3 separate regions of the Mus musculus genome follow, and regions 1 and 2 are each linked to region 3. Evidence: chromatin contacts called from public promoter capture Hi-C data. All regions are on one chromosome and are shown on one strand. Each heading gives the region's core, a stretch centred on a gene start, on an enhancer-like site or on the middle of the called end of the contact. The rest is flanking DNA. Distances are from core to core; before and after follow the strand shown. Region 1 holds the start of Sec1 (secretory blood group 1). Region 2 holds the start of Abcc8 (ATP-binding cassette, sub-family C (CFTR/MRP), member 8). Region 3 holds the start of 2310016G11Rik (RIKEN cDNA 2310016G11 gene).

What was found. Promoter capture Hi-C pulls out the DNA fragments that hold promoters and counts their contacts. Capture Hi-C pulls out chosen DNA fragments and counts their contacts.
Region 1: a contact with region 3 is called in a promoter capture Hi-C map of liver, with 5 times the contacts expected there. The contact joins the promoter of Sec1 here to the promoter of 2310016G11Rik in region 3. A contact is called at or near these places in 2 of 39 promoter capture datasets (both in liver).
Region 2: a promoter capture Hi-C map of liver shows a contact between it and region 3, with 3 times the contacts expected there. The contact joins the promoter of Abcc8 here to the promoter of 2310016G11Rik in region 3. A contact is called at or near these places in 1 of 39 promoter capture datasets (pre-B cells) and 1 of 9 other capture datasets (liver).

The regions. Positions count from the first base shown.
Region 1 is chr7:45,692,862-45,696,347 of GRCm38.p6, reverse strand. It overlaps Sec1 (secretory blood group 1), which reads left to right and starts at 1,946. Exons shown (of 4, transcript NM_001271578.1): 1 at 1,946-2,374. It overlaps Ntn5 (netrin 5), which reads right to left. Exons shown (of 7, transcript NM_001358870.1): 7 at 1,792-2,352. The coding sequence ends at 1,958.
Region 2 is chr7:46,178,667-46,182,174 of GRCm38.p6, reverse strand. Abcc8 (ATP-binding cassette, sub-family C (CFTR/MRP), member 8) reads left to right here and starts at 2,142. Exons shown (of 39, transcript NM_011510.3): 1 at 2,142-2,373. The coding sequence starts at 2,226.
Region 3 is chr7:44,665,947-44,669,512 of GRCm38.p6, reverse strand. It overlaps 2310016G11Rik (RIKEN cDNA 2310016G11 gene), which reads right to left and starts at 1,280. Exons shown (of 5, transcript NR_152106.1): 1 at 1,156-1,280; 2 at 211-314. All of the region lies in intron 1 of Myh14 (myosin, heavy polypeptide 14), which reads left to right.

The DNA.
Region 1 (3,486 bases), core at 697-3,196, 1.0 Mb before region 3:
CCTCTGTCTTCACAGGCTTCTGTTTTGTTTTGTTTTGTTTTTAAGATTTATTTGTTTGTTTTCTATGAATACACCGTAGCTGTCTTCAGACACACCTGAAGAGGGCATTGGATCCCATTACAGATGATTGTGAGACATTATGTGGTTGCTGGGATTTGAACTCAGGACCTCTGGAAGAGCAGTCAGAGCAGTCAATCACTGAACCATCTCTGTGGCCCAAGTGTTTGTTTTCTTAAGCCATATAGTACAGTGAAAAATAGTGTTTTGAGACAAGGTTTCCCTGTATAGTGCAGGCTAGCCTCCAGCTCCAACTGCAGCCTTTTCTGCTCCAGCCTTCCAAGTGCTGAGATTACAGGAGTAAAACAGACCTTGCTTGAATCTCTCTGCTACACTAGGCCTTTAGCCTCTGGACTTTTGCTGTTGTTTTTGAGATAGGATCTCTGGTAGCCCATTATTATATCTAACTCATTATGTAGCTAAAAATGAACCTCTGGTCCTCCTGCTTTGTAGCTCTTCAATGCTGGGCTGATAGGCATTTACCACTATACCTGGTTTACAGTGGGCTTGTGGGGGACCAAACCCAGAGCCACATGCACGCTAACGCTACCAAGTTGAGCTCCAGCCCAGCCTGTTTCTGGATCTTTCCAGAAACCTTTCGCTTCATCTGGAGTTGCCTTTCTTGCCCCTTCCTTGTGGGCAAATTCCTACTGGAACAAATACAGACTTCAGGAGATTCCGCCCACCCCCACACATACACCATGAACAAATAAAGACTTCAGGAGATCACCCCCACCCCCTGCCCCCCCCCCCCACACACACCATGAAGTCATTTGTCTAGCTGGTGAGGTGAACAGAATTTGTCTTCTTTGAGGTCTGGTGGCCACCTGTGCCACCCCTATTACTGTGCAGGGACAGGCAGGGCTGACATCTGGAGGGGAGGGGAGGGGAGGGGAGGGGTGAGGAGGGGAGGGGAGGGAAGGGAAGGGCCTGGTCGGCAAGTGGTACAGATGTGGATTTCACACCAATTTGCTTCGGCTGCTAGAAACAAAGTTTGAGTCACAAGGAACACATAAGGCTCTCTGCTCTGGGCTTTCATCTTCTACACGCAGGCTCTTGGGTGGGAGGAGCTCCCGCAGCTTGGGTGGTTCCCACAACCCCTGTGAACTTCCTTAACCCTCTCCCCCTGCCCTCAACGCCCACTACCTCTGTATCCTAGCAAGATCTTCCCATCAGCGTGCTCACAGAGAAAGGGAGGCCTCTGGGTATTCAAATAGTAACAGGAAACTCATAGGGTGCTTGCTCTGGGCCAGGCCTGTTCCAAAGCCTTAATGTCGATTAATAGGTTTCAGCTTCAAACTGCACTTGTTAAATAATCCCTGGACTTCCGATCCCCCACCTCCTAAGTGCTGAGAACTGGGCCACCATGGCTCTATCTAGACTATATTTCAAGATTAGATGATAGTCGTCGAAGCCTCCCCCTCGCCCATCAGAATAATAAAATATCTTAAACGCCAAACTTTCTGGATATGAGACTACCGGGCACCTTTGTCAAATTTCTTGCCTTTTCCAGCCATACCTAGTCTATTGTCTTTTGGCTAATCATCAAGCAACACAAATCTTACTAGAACCCAGTTACTCCACGGGAGTCCTTTCACTTCCAAGTACACTGGCCACTTTCTCCCAGGTAATTTATTTAGAACTTAAGCTTGGTGTATCAAGGCCTTTTCGGTTGCCTTGGAAAGACTCTCCCAACACGGATGGGGTGTGTGTGTGTGTGATCTGTAGACACAATTCCACAAGACATGAGCCTTTATTGTGACAAATAACCTATAAGGCTCACAGGTCCAAGCAGTCACTTCCGGTCCCAACGTAGGCAACGTCACATGCGGAGTGGCGTCACGGGCACTGAAGCTTCTGATTGGCTCTGGGGACTCACACCTTACATTAGTAGCTCACTTTAGTTCCTGGGCCCAGGGCTCCGTGTGGGTGGCAGCAGGCCTCGGCAGGCACCTCCGCGCTCCTTCTGCTGCAGTCGCCGCAGCGGCCGGGCCCATCGTGGTCTCCAGGGCAGCGCGAGGCCGTGGCGGTTCAGGATGAGGCGCGCAGGGTCATAGTTGTCGTCGTCGTGGGTCTGCGCAGCACGGCCCAGCAGGAGGTAGTCAGCGCCAGGGCGCAGGCGCAGGCAGCCGCAGATTAGGTCAGCACGTGGCACCCAGGCCTCCTGGCCACCGCGGCGCACGGGCCACGCACGCTGTTTGAACACAGCCAGCACGTGCACGGCCAGCCGCCACCACTCGGGGCCCACCGCCTCAGACGGCTGCGACGACGACGCTGAAACCTGGGCGTGCAGAACTGAGGGAAGACACCACCTCAGGCAAGTGGGAGGCTAGCCCGGAGGAGGGCAGGCCTGATGAAGATGGCACCGTCACGTGGCGGTGGGAAGGGTCAGGCAAGGGCCTAGATTGGTGGTTCTCAGCTTGCGGGTCGTGACCCCCTTGAGGGACTACCCATCTTTTTCACAGTGGTCTCCTTGGACCATTGGGAAAAAGGTATTTACGTTGCAATTCGTTTGCAATTCATAACAGTAGCAACATTACAGATATAAAGTAGCAACGGGAATAATTTTATGGTTGAAAGGGTCACCACAACAGGAGGAACCACATTTGGAAGGTTGAGAACCACTGGTTTAAAGGGAGGCCAGGATCAAAGTTGGGAAGGAGTTATGTTGTGGTTTAGGATGGTGGACGCTGGTGGAATGTGAAGTGGGGGAGGGGAGAAATCCAAGATTGTGCTTGTAAGGGCCATGTGAGTTGCAGGACATGGGGGTGGAGGGTGGGAAATTGGGTGTGTGTGTGTGCGTGCCTAGAAATGGGATCAGGAAGAGTATGTGAAGCAGGGTTTTTAGGGTTGCAGTAAATTAAGAAGGATGAGGGAGGCAGAGGTCCAGAGGGATGCTCACCAGAGATCAGTCAGGGAGAGCATCCTAAGGACGTCAGATAATGCTGGCTGGGACTCTTGGAGTCATGTTCCTATTAACAGTAGCCTCAAGATTCCAGGGTCTCACTAAAATGTCGACGCTGGTCTAGAACTTACTCTGTAGCCTAAGCCAATCCAGAAGTCACTGGCGTCCCTCTGCCTCAGCCCCCTGAGAACTGAAGGTTTTGAGCTTGCACCAGCATGTTAAGCTAAGCCCAGAGCATTAGTGTTACACAGTGAGCCGGTTCCCAGGAGTGGGAGCCTCCAGAGAGGTGGGCCTTGTCAGAAAGGCTCTGGGGTAAACTGGCGGTCCAAAGAATGAATTGAGTGGGAAGGCCTGAGACTCGACTGATGTCACGCTACTGTGAATCAGTGCTGTGGTGTGGAGGGCCAGGAAGACCTCGGGGCTAGTTGCTGGCTAGCAAGGCAGATCTGTGAGTAGGAGAAGCCCCACCTCAAAGACGGGTGACACTGAAGTCAGTTGATGATCCTAGGGGCAAAGCAGCCTGT
Region 2 (3,508 bases), core at 893-3,392, 1.5 Mb before region 3:
AGTGTCCCTGAGGTAAACGGGTCCTCAAGACTGCAGGCTAAACATGCTCCCGCCACTTGCAGCTCTCCTCACTAGAATGTTACAATGGACCACACCTTTTGTTTGCTGTAAGGACCCAGGAGAGGCAAGTGTAGGGTAGTTGTAGACACTGAATGGGCATAGAGAACCTGCCTCACCTGCACGCTAAGCCCCTTTGATCCTGTGATCTCATCCCAGCTCATATGACTTCCTCTCCCCACCCATTTAGAAATGAGAAAAATGAAGCTCAGAAAGGTGACTGGCCACATAAGAAGTTATGTAGGAATCTGGCCATATGCTATCTCACGATGGGGATGTGCTCTGAGAACTATCACTAGGTGGCACCACTGAGCACACAGCAGCAGAGCCTCTGGTCACTGTACTGAGATACCTATGACAGCAGAAGGCAGTCTAGTCTAGTATGTCCCCTCCCCACAAAGCCCTCGGTATGAATGCAGTCCTCAGTTGCCTGAAAGGTTGTGCATCCATGACAACGTGGCTGAGCATGTAACTGCACAAAGAATAATGCAGAAATGTAGAGAAAAACCTAAAATAAAAGAAAACTCCAGCCTAGGGCAGGAAGGTTGAATTTGAGGCTAATGTGGGCCACACAGTGAATTCAGGGCTACATAGCAAGATTCCATCAATGAGGAGCAGGAGAAAAAGGAGGGAGAGGAGGAGGAGGAGGAGGAGGAGGAGGAGGAGGAGGAGGAGGAAGATGATAATTATGATGATATAAGAAAAAAGGAATGCTAGAGTCCACAGCAGTGGGAGTGGATACATGCATGTGCTTATAGTATCACATCCACAGGCAAAACCAGAAAGGATAAGCTTGGTCTCTGATCCTCCCTTGCTTGCTCTCTGGTCCTCCCTTGCTTGCTCTCTGGTCCTCCCTTGCTTGCTCTCTGACCCTCCCTTGCTTGCTCTCTGATCCTCCCTTGCTTGCTCTCTGATCCTCCCTTGCTTGCTCTCTGATCCTCCCTTGCTTGCTCTCTGGTCCTCCCTTGCTTGCTCTCTGGTCCTCCCTTGCTTGCTCTGTAGTCCTCCCTTGCTTGCTCCCTGGTCCTCCCTTGCTTGCTTCCTGGTCCTCCCTTGCTTGCTCCCTGGTCCTCCCTTGCTTGCTCTCTGGTTCTCCCTTACTTGCTCTCTGGTCCTTGCTTGCTCTCCTACTGCTCACCTAGCTCTCTCCACTCTTACACAGTCCAGGGCCCTGTTCATGAAATAGTGTTGCCCACAGTGGGCTGGGTCCTCCCACAGTAATTAATAATCAAGACAGTTAGCCACAGACATACCCACGGGCCAGCCTGATTTAGGCAATTCCTCAACTGAGGCTCTTAATTGATTCTAGGTTGTGGCAAGTGGACAATTAAAAACTATCAGGCACTGGGGAGAAGTCCCCGTGGTTAAGAGTATTCCCATGGGCTCTCTTGAGGAGACCAAGTTCTGTTCCCAGTAACGCCCATGCCAGGCAGCTCTCAACCAATAATTCCAGCTCCAGGGGATCCAAGTTCCTCTTCTGGCCTCTATTGGTACCTACACACACACACACACACACACACACACACACACAGAGAGAGAGAGAGAGAGAGAGAGAGAGAGAGAGAGAGAGAGAGAGAAAACCAATCTTTAAACAAACAAACAAAAACAAAACAAAAACCCTAATCACCACAAGGGAAGAGAGCTAGATTCAGGCCAGGTTCCCACTGGCTAGCAAGGACACCTTGAATCTTTTAGGGGAAAGATCGGGACAGGCTGTGAGGTCACTCTGCGACCCCGCGCCAGAGACACTTGAAAATTCCCACGCACCCTCCTAAGTTCAAGTTCTTTAGTTTCTTTGGACCGAATCGGGTACGGGCTTGTGCCACTCTGTTCCTATGGGGACCCCTCTGATCTACATCCAGCTGAGCCTAGTTCCAGAGAATCAACATTCGGGAATCCCAAATCCACGCACTCCGGGCTCACCCGGATCATCTTGGTTACTACTCCCACTCAGACACCGCCTCGCCTGCGCACCCAGCGCACGTGCGCATTGGGTGAGACCCCACCCTCGCCCCACAAGAGCAGCTGGAAGGGCGGGGCCCAGCGGCAGGTGGGGGCGGGGCGGGCCGGGGCGGGGCGGGGCGGGCCGTGCGGGAGCCCAGGGTGCTGCGAGGAACAGAGGCGCGGGAGGCGCGCGGAGCCAGAGCAGAGCCCGTGCGCGCGCCACCATGCCCTTGGCCTTCTGCGGCACCGAGAACCACTCGGCCGCCTACCGGGTGGACCAAGGTGTCCTCAACAACGGCTGCTTCGTGGACGCGCTCAACGTAGTGCCACATGTCTTCCTGCTCTTCATCACATTCCCCATCCTCTTCATCGGTGAGCGCGCGCCCAGCGACGGAGGGCGGGAGGACGGGTGGGGGAAGGACGAGTGGCCGGGGTGGGGGTGGCGCGCGGCCCCGGCAGTCCCGCACCACCGGCTTGCTGGTCTTCCTGGGTCCCCTGCTGTGCGTCTCTTTTTTTTTCCCCTCGCACCCTCCCCTATCCTTGAACTCGCGCCAGACACGATGGGCGCTAGCGACCTTAGGGATCCCCAAGTTTTGCTACCGCAGAGCCTGACTCGGGATGGGGCTCTGCACGCGAGGGAATCGGCCTCACCCTGAGTGACGCTGCGGCGGGAGCCAGGCCATCCTTTCCCCCCGGCCGTGCTGTCACAGACTCGGGAGGGAGCTCAGACTCCAGCCAGGGAGGTTGGTGGTGGAGGTCAGCGAGCTGTTCCGGTGGCCCAACTTCCCGACTTTGGGCAGAGCATTTCCCAGGCCCGGGGTCCGTTCCACGTTGCAAAGAGATAGAGTTTGGGTGCCGGTATCCCGCCACCCCCAAAGGCAGTTCTTCTCTTGTAACTTCTTCAGGACAGTGTGAGTCAACTCAGATCAGATTTAGGAACCCCCTTCGACTCCCAGCGCGCTTGCCTGAAAGTGGTCTACAAAGTTGGGCGCCCAGTCTGGTCCCTTCCTCTCCACATCCTTGAATCTCTCAGGCCAATCAGCTCTGTTCAAAGAGTGTTGACTGTTCATTTACATTAATTAAGAGAAATAGCAAATCTTTAAAACTCTTTAGGGTAGAAGGCCGAGGTGGCCATTGAACTAAATTAGTAAAAAGTTGCTGAGCCGGGCTATCCTGGAAATCTCGGTTCTTGGGAGGTGGGGGCAGGAGGATCAGGGAGTTTAAGGTCATCTTCAGTTACATAGGAAGTTCAAGGCTCGTGTGGGCAACATAAGACCCCGTCTCAAAAATAAATAAATAAATAAATAAATAAATAAATAAAGAGCTGCTGCAGAAGGAAGCTGCTAGTTACTGACAGAGGTAAATGATGTGCATGCCCATATGTCTAGCAGAAACGAAACAGAATGGGTAGACAGTCACACAAGAGGTCAGTGTGGTGGTCCCTGCTTAGGACCGGCCTGCAGGCTCAGGCTTTGTGCCTGGATATCCAGTTCATATGCTCATCCCT
Region 3 (3,566 bases), core at 31-2,530:
TCGAACCCTAGCATACTTAGTCCGGCTCTGTGCCAGCCCTTCACCTTTGCCCACAGCCGCCCACTTGGCAACAGGTTCTATCTTTGCTGGCTGCTGTGCCAGGCCCCGCCCCCCGCCCAGCCCGGCAGGTGTCAGGAGACGTCAGAACCCGGTCCTGCCTTCCTGACGGGAGAGGCCCCACCTCTTGCTGGACCGCAGAGCCGGCCTCACCTGGGTGCTGGAGAGGATCTGGACTCGGAGGCCTCCCCATCTCTACCGCCAGGCGCCCAGGTAGCCTCGGGATCCGCGGGATAAAGGAGCTATGCCATAGGGCGCTGGGTCGGGACGAGAGGGAGTTAGGATCCATGCTCCCAGAGCGATAATGAGCCAGGTACCCCAAGTCAGAGGGAAGAAGCTGAGCGTGGAACCCAGTGTCTGAGCGAGGAGAGCAGAGGTCTGGACCCTAGTGTCTAAAGGAGGAGGGCTGAGGTCTGGACTCATGTGTCTGAAGGAGGAGGGCTGAGGTCTGGACTCATGTGTCTGAAGGAGGAGGGCTGAGGTCTGGACTCGTGTGCCTGAGGGAGGAAAGCTGAGGTCTGGACTTCTGTACCTGAGGGAGAAGGGCTGGGGCCAGGATCCCAGGGTCTGAGGAAAAAGGACCGGGTCCTGACCAATCTAGGACTGAGGGAGGAGGCTGGGCTGGGGTCAGTACCCCTGGGTTTGTAGGAAGAGGTTGGGTTCTGGACCCCTGAATCTGAGAGAGAAACTGGGGTCTGGACGTCTGGGCCTGAGGGAGGAGAGCTGGGGTCAGGACCCCTGTGTCTGAGGGAAGAAGGTGGGTCCTGGCCCCTTGAGTCTGAGGGAGGAGGCTGGGGCAGGACGGGATCTATGTCACCCATTAGCTGAGGTCATAAGCTTGGTGCTGCCCCAGCCTCTGCCCAGGCGGGCGGGGCCCTGGCTGCTTTCCTTTTCCACACAGCTCTGTCTGCTCCTCCCAGGTGCTCTCACCTGCCTAAGTGACACTAATGAGTCCTGGCACCGCATTCCTGCTGCCTGAGGGAGGGGTGTGTGGCTGGGGCTCAGCCATTTGGGGCCAGGCCCTGGGCCCACCCTCTTGGCTTGGTTAACTTCCCTGAATCCCCACATCCCCACTTCCGACCCACGGCTGCAGCAAACCTCTCGACATCACCCGTGTCCAATGGAGACAGGGCTGGAGATCCCACTCCGGGGTTCTGGGCCTGGACTCTTGGTCTGAGGAGGCTTGCGGCTGCTCTTAAGCTGTTGGGAACAGCAGGGCTGTGAGGTACAAAGCCACCAAACTCTTCCTGGTCAAAGGCTACAGGGCTGGAGAGGAAGCAAGTGGGTGGGGTGGGTTAAAGTCCCTGGGATGGGGCTTGGCTCTGGGTGTATCTACCACACTGGAGCCTGGGGCGATCCTCGGCTCTTTGGGCTGACCATTTGTGGAGCACAGGGGGCCAAAGTGAGTGGGAACCAGGCTACTGAGGTTGGTGTGTGTGAGGAGGGCCAAGAGGGTCCCGAGGCAGAGGAGGTTTGCATGTGGGAGAGGCTCCTGGGGCAAGCTTGAGAGAACAAGATCTGGGAGGACACCTCTTGAACAAGCTGAGCGCTTGGATGGATGCCCCTAAGGTGTGTGTTGGAGGTGCCATTAGCCTGGTACACAGAAGTGAAAATGGAAAGCAGAGATGCAGGTGTCTTCAGGTGTTGTCTGAGTGGGGATGAGGCGGTGGGTCAGTAGGGGCTGCTTGCTGTGGGCCATTTTCTGCAGGATATTGGACAACCCTGAATTGGCTGTGTTTCCTAGTCAGCATCCCTGGAAGTAGGGGGAAAGGCCCAGACACCCTGACTGCCTCTTGCAAGCTTTCTTAAAGAGTCTTGAGACTTAGCTGGGTCCATACCCCAAGACCTGCTGAAAGGCAGGGCCCCAGCAACTCGTGACAGGTTTCCAGAGCCTGGGCTCTGAAAGGCCTCTGAGAATGTTGACTGAACGTGAGAACGAGTGAATGCATGAAGCCAGAGAGACTTCAGGGACTGGGCAATCAACCTGTAATTATGGGGCAGGCACGACCGAGCGGTGCACAAAACGTCAGCCGTGCCCCACCTGGGCCCCATCTTAGAGTGTCAACCGTGGTGGCAACCTTTACTGTCCTTGCCACCTCACCTCCTGCCCTCTTCTCATTTCAGCTGCAGACACAAGGCACATTCCTGTCCCAGGGCCTTTGCTTTGTCCCTGCACCCCAGTAGCCTGCTGGTTAGAGTCACTCAGGTCTTTAAAGACCTGAGTCTTTAGGGAAGGGTTCTCCAGTCAGTCCAGTTAAAAATGTGAACACAGTCCCAGCCCCAGCAGGAGGTATAGTTCCCCTGCCCTATACCTCCCACAGCCATTTATCACCATTTAAACCATTTGCATGTTTATAACAATGTATCTTTTTATTCTGTTTCTTGAGATGAGAATGGTATTTACTGTCTAGTATAAACAGAGCCCAAGCCATGAGTGTATTTAAGTTTTATAGTAACCACATTTGGGGGTGGGTACTGGAGAGGTGGCTGTGTGGTAACAGCTCTGGCTGGCTGCTCTCCCAGAGGATCTCAAGCCCCAGGACCTACATGATGGTTCAGAGCCAGCTATGCGTATCTACAGTTCTCGGGAATCCCTCTTCTGGCCTCCATGGATACTGGATGCATGTGGTATAAACATACCACATGCAGGCAAGCACCCTTACATGTAAATGTGGTTTTTTCTTTTTTATAAAAAAGTGGGGTATAGAGACTGCTGACGTTTTATAGCACTGATTGTTCTTGGAGAGAGCTGCAACCATAACACGTTGCTCCAGTTCCAGGGAGCTGCTGCCACCTTCTGACCACTGTGGGAACTTGCATACATGTGGTGCATATAATCTCAGCCAAGCACACATACACACAAATAATAGGTCTTTTACAGGAAGGTTATTTATATTACTTTAAACTGTGTGTGTGTGTGTGTGTGTGTGTGTGTGGTGTGATGTGTGGTGTGTGTGTGTGTGTGGTGTGTGTGTGGTATGTGTGGTGTGTGTGTGTGTGGTGTGTGTGTGTGTGTGTGTGGTGTGTGTGATGTGTGTGTGTGTGTGGTGTGTGTGTGTGTGGTGTGTGTGGTGTGTGTGTGGTGTGTGTGGTGTGTGTGTGGTGTGTGTGATGTGTGTGTGTGTGTGTGTGGTGTGTGTGTGGTGTGTGTGTGTGTGTGTGTGTGTGTGTGTGTGTGTGTGGTGTGTGGTGGTGGTGGGGTATGTGTAAGTGCAGGTGCCTGTGGAAGCACAGGGTATCTAGGAGCTGGAACCACGGGCAGTTGTGAACCCTGGATACAGGTGCTGGGAACAAAACTCAGGTTCTCAGAAAGTGCAATATATGCTTTCAACTGCTGCGACCTCGCTCCAGCCCCATAATAAGTGATTTTTTAAATTAATTAATGTGTTTATTTATTTGTTTGTTTTGATTTTTCAAGACAGTGTTTCTCTGTGTGACTCTGGCTGTCCTGGAACTCACTCTGTCCACCAAGCTGGCCTTGAACTCAGTCATCTTGAGTACTAGGATTT